Linked DNA regions of Gossypium hirsutum: all the other regions are linked to region 2. Evidence: chromatin contacts called from public Hi-C data. All regions are on one chromosome and are shown on one strand. The core of a region is the stretch at or near the end of the contact, and the rest is flanking DNA. Distances in the headings are between cores, read along the strand shown.

Region 1 (2,777 bases), core at 236-2,735, 240 kb before region 2:
CTACCTGAATTAAACATTACATCAGCCATATCTGCTACTGTCAGATACTCGACAACATCCCTTCCATATCAACTAACCGTAGCGGAGCCACCTCCTGCCGATGAACCAGCACCGCCACTATCTCTTCCACCTAAATCTGAACCAAGACTAAATTCCATTGAAAGCCAGCTTCCAAAAGGAACTCTTGATGATAATGATGAAGAAGTTCGTTTTCTAGTTATATATTTTATTAATTTTAATTTTTTTACATAATTATATTTTAAAAATATTTTTAAAAAAATGAATTTTTAGAATTTTTAAATATTTTTTTGATATTTTTAATTTTTAAATAAAATTTGGAATTTATGATATTTTAAAGGATATTTTGATTATTTTTAAGATTTTTTACTTTATTATAAGTTTTAAAAAACATATTTTTAATTTCAAAAAATAAATAATGAAATTTCAGAATTTTTTAAAGATATTTTTGATAAATTTTTAGAATCATCATTAAAAAAAAAGTTGTAAAAGGACTAAATTAAATGTTTTAGCTATAGTTTAAGGGTTAAATTAGATATTAACCTTTAGATTAATATGCCATGTAACTTTTTCGTTAAGGATGTAACCCTCACTAACGAACGAGTGACCAAAACTTTATAACTTGATAATAATAGTAACCAAAACGTAAATTTTTATAATTCAGTGGCAAAAAGAAAAAAAAATTGAATAAAGTGACTACTTATGTAGTTAACCCATAAAATTATTATAGGAAAGAATTATTTAAATTAATTTTTTATGTAACATACTGTAATAAAGTAAAATATAAATTATTAAAGTAAATGAATAAGATTTTTAAACTAATTTTCATAAAATTAAAAATATTAAATAGAAAACACATGTTATTTATATAAAGTTATACAGATGTCGAAAGTGTAGACTATCCATATCGGATTTTTGTCAGCTTCGGTTATATAAGAAATAAAAAAAAAGGTAAAAGTAATTTCTCACGATTTTAGGAAGATTTAAATTTTTACGCAATTAATAATTTTTTTTAAAAACAATCAAATAATTCTTCAAAAAAGGTCAAGAGAATATTACTTTTTCAGTGAGAAACTTTGACTTTTGTTATTTATATAAGATTATATTTACCCAAGTATTTAGAAAAATGGGGAAGGTGAATTTTTATAATTAAAAACAAAATATGAAAATTAGTATTTTTATTATCTTTAATATAATTGGTATTGAAATATATTTAAGGTAAATGATTAAAAATATAATCAATTTAAAATTAAAAATACATTATATTTATTAAATAACACGACAAGGTATTCAAGTGTAAAAAAAATAAAAAAAAAATTCTCACTATGATATATCCAATAATCATAAAAAAATGGAGATTAGGTGAAGCCTAACCCAGTTCCTATTTATATGGGTTAAGTTTACTAATCTGGAACTCAAATATAAAAACAGGCCCATTCTCACTACTTCAGTTTTAAAGGACAAGACAGGCTTCAACATGTTCTAGTTAGTTTGTTTCGCATGCCGCCATTTAGGCCAAAGTCTGTTCGTCTTCCACACTAACAAAACCCCCCTCATTCCGCAAAACTCTACTTCCTTTTCCTTTTCCTTTTCTACTTAAAACTCGAAACCCTTTTTTCCCCGGTTCTAGGTCGCCGTCTTCCTTTGAAAAAGGAAATGGAAAAGCCGGATTCCACCTCCGGTTGCGGTTGTTCCGATGTCTACCACAGTATTTTCATTGATACCAACCTTGATACTCACCTCGCCATGATCGTCTCCGACTCCGAAACCGTTTCCGATCTTAAAAGTATGACTTTCTCCCTTTCCCCTCTCATCTTTGATTTCTTGGTGTTTTGGTTTACCATTTGTCTTTTTAAGTAAATTTTCATTCTTTGCTTTTGGAGGATACAAATTTATCTTCTTTAAAGTACTAAAGCAACGTTATGGGTTAGACTTTGTTTATTTTTCAATACCAGTTCAGAGTGTTCATCCATTTGAGACCTCAAGGATCAGAACTTGAATAGGAAATCTAAAATTTCCCCTGTAATTAACCTAAAATTGGGTGAATTGAAGTGCTGAAGTTGTTGTAGCCATTGAGAATTCCTCTAGAATGCTTGAACAGGAAGAAATGGTGCATTGTTTTGATATGTAGAATGTAGATATAGTTATGTTATGGAAGTTATGTATTATTTCTCCTTGTGCTTTATCATTCTCAAAAATAGTCACTGGTTCTAGTCGTCTAACATATTTTGATCTTAATTTAGTTTATCAACTTTTAGTAACTGGCGTATCAACTTCATCTTTAAGATCAAGTGATGTAAAGTTCTGTTTTAGTTAGTAATATCTATGTGCTGCTGATTTGCAGAAAAGATACTGTATGAACACCCGTTGTGCTTTCCCAACATTGGGGAGATAAAGATTAATGCGTTAAAGGTTGTTGCTGTATCTTGTACTGTTATGATGCTACTTGTTAAGGATGTCTTATTGTTGATTTAAAGTTTACATTGACATGGCTTTGTTAACATGAATAGGTAAAGCGCAAAGGATTTCTTTATCACCTTTCTGATTCCATGTTTGTGAAAAGTGCTTTTGGTGGAGTGAGCAGGAGTTGGTTTCTTTTGGTTGATGCCTCGAGTGCTAAAGAGCATAGGGAAAATCATAATTCCATTGAACCTGATGCTGGCAACATTGTATCCTGCTTCGGTACCGGAATTAATAATTATTCGGTTGATGTTGTTGATCTTCTACCTGTTGATACAGCCAAAAGATTGTCCAATGTC
Region 2 (2,769 bases), core at 244-2,743:
TCTATCTCACCATTGGTGTGAAACTTGTCTAATTCTACAATGGTCCATTATACATGTCACCACTTTAAAGTATATTAGTTTGTGTCCAAGCCTGCTGCCACTTATATTTCTTAAGGGACGAAGGTTTTATCTTTTAATTTTGCTCACCAAAAACAATAATTGACATGTCGAAAGGTCTAATAAACCTACCTCTATGGAATGAATTTACTAAATAATTTTGTATCCAATGATTAAAATCCTAACTATTTAACACAAGGTAAAAGCAACCTCATTCATGTACAATTATTTACACTCACTCTACTCAAAGTGTGAGTAAGAAACCTCTCCGACCAAGGACAAACTACCCAAGAAAAAATATCCTACGAACAAAATAAAGCATTCAAACCTCATACCTAAGTAAGCTAGTCGACAACTTTAATTCATATATATAATTCAAACTTAAATAACATTTATCTTATCAGCTTGTATGTTAAATCTGAATGATCCTCAATCGATTAGTTATTAAGCCCTAATTAAAATGGTGATAAGTCCTTGTGAAATTCAAACATTTCAAAGTTTTCAAAAACAGTGACTTTCTTATCAAAGATTTTGTGCAAATTTATTTGGTTGTTTTTTACAATTAAACCTTATATTTGTTATCTATTTTGAAATACAAAACATTTAATATAAATATATAATTTAATAAATAAATAAAAATTTGTTGTTGTTGAAACCCATATTGCAACATTAAATCTAACCTTCACATAAATCAAATTAATGAGTTGATTAATTCAAACAAGATGTACAGGGCAAAGCTAGAAAACCTTTTTAGGGGACGAAATTAAATTATAATTTTTATGATAGTAAAAATATAATTGTTAAAGAATTAAATAAAAAATTTATTATTTTTAGGGAAGCCAAAGTGTAATTTTATCTTTATCAATTTAAAATTTTTAAAACTTTAAAAGGCCAAAATAGAAATCTTTCTCCATTTTTCATTTTAAGGGGCCAGGATCCCTGCCAACCCCCTAGATTCGCCCCTAAATATGAGATTCATATCTTATGATAACATTCCGTATTGTTAGTAATACTATCATAGTCACAAATTATTATGATTTTGAAATAATTTATTTTTTTTTTAAATAAATTTCCCTCGTAGGATAATGATATCAGTGTTTATTAAGTCATAAGACATTGGGTAATGAAATGAAATGGAAAAAATGAAAGAAAATGATTTAATTAATAAAAACAAGGTGTAGCGCAACAAAATATGCATGGTTTTCCAGAATCATCGGAAATGGATGTGAACTAGGAAGCCGTGCTTTGCGTTGAAGCATTGCCCTATTTTTGGCCAAATTGAAGGCTTTATAAACCTCTCCCACTCCTCCTCCGTAATTGTGCGGGTATAAATTTTCCATTCATATAACCAACCCTTAGAGAACAACATCACCCCATTTCTTTTTAATTACTGCTTCTTGTTCTCTTCCTTCTCACGTACCCCACCAATATCAATAATGGCACGCCAAAGCTTTGTTCTTGCTTTGGTCTTTATAGCTCTTGTCGGGTTGGTTTCCGCCGCCAATACAGCTTCTAAAGCACCATCTGCAGTCCCAGTACCCGATGATGATACCATCGGCAACACTGATGATGGAGCAGGTGCATCCTCCCCCGGTGCTTCTAATGACGCTGTTGCTGCCCCTCTTGGCAGTGAGCAGGAAGCTAAAAGCATGGCTCCTGCTCCTTCTAGTGATGCAACCACCACAGGTGTCTCTGCCGTTGGGGCGGCTGCTCTCACTGGGGCAGCTGCCATTGCTACCTACTTCGTCTTCTAAATTAGCTTCGTCTCAATCCAAGTAGTAAACCTCGAAAAAGGGTCTTATTAACCATAATTTGTACGTCTACTTTAATTTCATAGTCTGGTAAAATTGAGGTTTGCAAAGGCAGCTGCTTGTATTTGTTTATGAATAAAACTAATGAATATATATACATAAATAGGAAACTTATATGAATTTTTGGATTTCAAAAATAAGGTTCACATTTTTCATTTAAAATATAGTAAAATAATAATAATTGATTAGTCCATGTAATATTCGTTACCATAAGCATAAAATCTCAATCCCCTTTATAATCTATATAAAATATGACATTTTTATTAAGAAACAAGCACTAGTTATAAAATAATAAGCCCTACTTTGGTTAACAATTCAAGCAAAAGCATTGGGGTTAGAAACAGCAAATCGAAAGTAGAAATAATTAAATCTTTGGTTTTTAACAAGTGTTCCTCGTTTTAGGGTCCAGTAAAGCTCAAAAACCAATCATGGCTCCCTTAGATAGTGTTTTTGAGCTTTTGATTTCATGACAAACACATTCACCAATATAATAATGTTTCTTAGCATGCAACAAAGACAATAAACTTGGAAAATGGGAAGGATATAAATCCCATATTCAGAAAAGGATGAAAACATCATTATTGTACCTAGTCTGCACATTGACTGCTTCGCACAGTACACATATACCATATTTGCTAACATCTCGATTAATATTATTATACCAAACGAAGGACTAATATCAATTACAAGAATGTCAGAAAATAAATTTCTTAGATCAAAATTACTACTCCAATTTTGCTTTATAACAGAAAATGTACCTAAACTTTGTAAAATCTCTATCACATCCCTAAGTAAGCTAAACATTGTAAATGGAATTCAGCTCCTCAGATTTATATCTGATATTCCTAGGCGACTGTGAGGACCCTTTTTAACTCCAAATTAAAAAATGAACTTCTCTTTC
Region 3 (2,882 bases), core at 220-2,719, 180 kb after region 2:
TGTGGTGTTTTGACATTAGAGTTAGGACCTTATGGAACATGAATATAAGTGTACATTGTTCATCTTCTTCCTCATTATGATTTGTCTAGATAAATACTATTATTGTGATGCATAGAAGGAATTATATTTGTAATGATATAAAACCACCATGATTTTTAGTAGTTACTTATTTAATTAAGTATAGTTTGATCATTATAGTAATCAAAGTGCCTACATCAAAAAAGACTTATTTGACCATTTGGCAAAGTGAGAGAATGTTGGAATTTGTGGCCTTTATGGGTACATAAAATATTATTGAGGGGATTTTCAATCTCTTGGGGAGACGTGGTACCCATCCTACCAATTCAACCCATATATGCTATAGGACATGGGTTCAAATCTCACCAAACACAAAATGTGAAATTTGCATGATGGGTAAAGGTGCTTTCCTTTCATGAACTCGACACAAAATTTTGATGGAGGCAAGAGACAAAGTTTAGGGTTAAAATTGAGCATAAACAGCCTAAGCCAAATACTAAACATGCTAAGAGTGACTCACAACTTCTTATTAATAGGTGAAAAATCCCTTCAACAACTATGTTGACCAAAGTCATGTACTATATTCTTAGACATTAATAGGTACATTGACTAAAATCATATATCTTTAAAGTACATATATTGAATTTTAGTAGGTACATTAACCAAATTATGCATCTTTAATGACTAATTAATCTCTTTGGATTAACTGTATCACATTAAAATAATTAATGTACTTGTACATTTATATACCAAAGGAGGAAGAATAGGCATCTACATTAACAAGGTGATGTTTTATGGAAGAATAATGTGTAAATGTTAAGGGTTTAATTTTTAAAATTAAGACTAAATTGACATAATATATAAACGTTAAGGGTTTAAATTGTTATTATGCTAATTTTAAAAATTACACGTCAACTTCTCAATAATCATTTATCAACCGATGATTGAAAAAAAATTAAATAATTAAATAATTATTTTATAACTTTTAATAATTGAATGATAAAAAAATTTCCTAATAATTGGATATCTCAATTCAATTAATTATCGGAAGAATAATACATAGATGCGGATGTAAAAGAATAAATGAGGGTGCACTGCACTGTGCTCAAAATAAAAGCAGAGGAGGCGAAGCGATTAGTCTGTCCGAGTCTGACTCTCTGATTAGTCAAAAATACTAAAGATGAAAAGAAAAAAAGTAATACTCACATGCAGCAATGCTTAATATTACTCAACCCGCACCACACATTTCATTTGTTTGGCCACGTGTACGGTCCAAATTCTTAATCAACCCCGGAATCACTACAAGGATCATGATCAAAATCCAAAAACAAAAACCCAGAAAGTAAGGGGTTTTATTCACTCTAAAAAAACTCATCATCTTTCCCATGAGGTGGCAATTCGGGAGACAACGACACTTTTGGCAACCTTTTCTTGTTTCCTGGAAACCGAGTATATAGCGAAAAGGAAAGGGAGAAAAACCCCAAAACCCTCCCAATCCATTCTCTCCTTTTCGTTTTTACTTACACTTCGACTACCAACTTTAATGAGTTTTTCTTGGACATGGAAAACGACAACAATACAAACAAAGAAAATGTTTTCTTGGGCTTTTAATTTCCCAAGCTGAACTCAGATAAAAGAGAACAGCTTTCTCATAAATATACTTTCTCGGCTCCTTTTTATCTAGTTGAAGAAAAGCTTTTTTTTTTTCCTTTGAGTGGTGGACTACCGGTTCTCCGCCCTGAAACAGCCATGGGGGAAACCGGTACAGTCCGGTTCCCTGGAAACCTTGACCCGTCAGCACAAGAATTTTGGCCCGCCCAAAACGTAGTTTGCCAACCCCAATTTCCTCTCTACAGACCTCCCCAACTTTACTACCCATACGCTGCGTCTCCAACGGTACCGTTTTGCAGCGGCGGCGTACCGCAGTTCCATGCTGCCCTGCCTCTACATGCACCTGTAGCTGTACCTGCACCAACTCCTTTCGTCACTACGGCGTCCATGGTGGTTGCACCGCAGCTGCCACTTCCACCTCCGACGGCGGCGGCGTCGAGGGCTTTGGTTTTGACGTTGGTTCCATGCGATGTGAGCGAGTCAAAGGTGAGGAAAGAATTGGAAGTGTTCGGGGAAGTACGCGGGGTCCAGATGGAAAGGGTCCGAGAAGGGATCGTGACCGTCCATTTCTACGACGTGAGATATGCGGAGAAAGCGTTGAAAGAAATACGCGAGCAGCACATGCAAGAGCAAGCCAGGGTTCGAGACCAGTACACTGCGGCTGCTACCGGGTGCGAACCAGGTGTGTCCAATGCGTGTGTTCCACTCCCTTCTGCGCGTGGACTCATAGCCGGGAGGCCTGTCTGGGCCCACTTCACTATTCCGGCAAGCAATGCTGTCCCTGAGGGGAATAATCAAGGAACTGTTGTGGTGTTCAATTTGGACACCGCCGTTTCAATTTCTCAACTCAAAGACATTTTCCAAGCTTATGGTAAGTTTCGGTTCATTTCTTGTCTTTTATGTTCGCTTGCTTTGTTTGGGTTTTTGTTGTTCAATCTATTTTGTTTTGCTCCTTGGGAAGGGGGGTGTTGATACTTTGATTAGCAGTCAAAGATATTTTCATGCTTTGTTCAAAATTTTGCAACCTGGTTTGTTGTTTAGGCCCAGTGAAGGAACTGAGAGAAACACCATTGAAGAAACACCAAAAGTTTGTGGAGTTTTATGACGTAAGGGATGCAGCTAAGGCTTTGAGAGAAATGAATGGAAAAGAAATTAATGGGAAGCAAGTTGTAATTGAATTTAGTCGACCCGGAGGATATAGCAGGAAGTTCTTCAATAGTGATAACAACGTTAACAAAATTAACGCTTTTACA

Evidence for each region. A called contact is a pair of places that touch in the nucleus more often than the background predicts.
Region 1: a Hi-C map of leaf shows a contact between it and region 2, with 2.2 times the contacts expected there. The contact joins the promoter of LOC107909731 here to the promoter of LOC107907881 in region 2. A contact is called at or near these places in 13 of 34 Hi-C or Micro-C datasets (callus, fibers, hypocotyl and 2 more).
Region 3: a contact with region 2 is called in a Hi-C map of leaf, with 2.3 times the contacts expected there. The contact joins the promoter of LOC107909741 here to the promoter of LOC107907881 in region 2. A contact is called at or near these places in 4 of 34 Hi-C or Micro-C datasets (hypocotyl and leaf).

Annotation. Positions count from the first base shown.
Region 1 is chrD02:58,445,242-58,448,018 of Gossypium_hirsutum_v2.1, forward strand. LOC107909731 reads left to right here and starts at 1,486. Exons shown (of 6, transcript XM_041088891.1): 1 at 1,486-1,804; 2 at 2,363-2,430; 3 at 2,529-2,777. The coding sequence starts at 1,675.
Region 2 is chrD02:58,682,899-58,685,667 of Gossypium_hirsutum_v2.1, forward strand. LOC107907881 (anther-specific protein BCP1) reads left to right here and starts at 1,494. Exons shown (of 1, transcript XM_016835192.2): 1 at 1,494-1,811. The coding sequence starts at 1,494. The coding sequence ends at 1,811. It overlaps LOC107909738 (actin-related protein 3), which reads right to left. Exons shown (of 9, transcript XM_016837377.2): 9 at 2,500-2,769.
Region 3 is chrD02:58,864,688-58,867,569 of Gossypium_hirsutum_v2.1, forward strand. LOC107909741 (protein terminal ear1 homolog) reads left to right here and starts at 1,470. Exons shown (of 5, transcript XM_041088901.1): 1 at 1,470-2,500. The coding sequence starts at 1,768.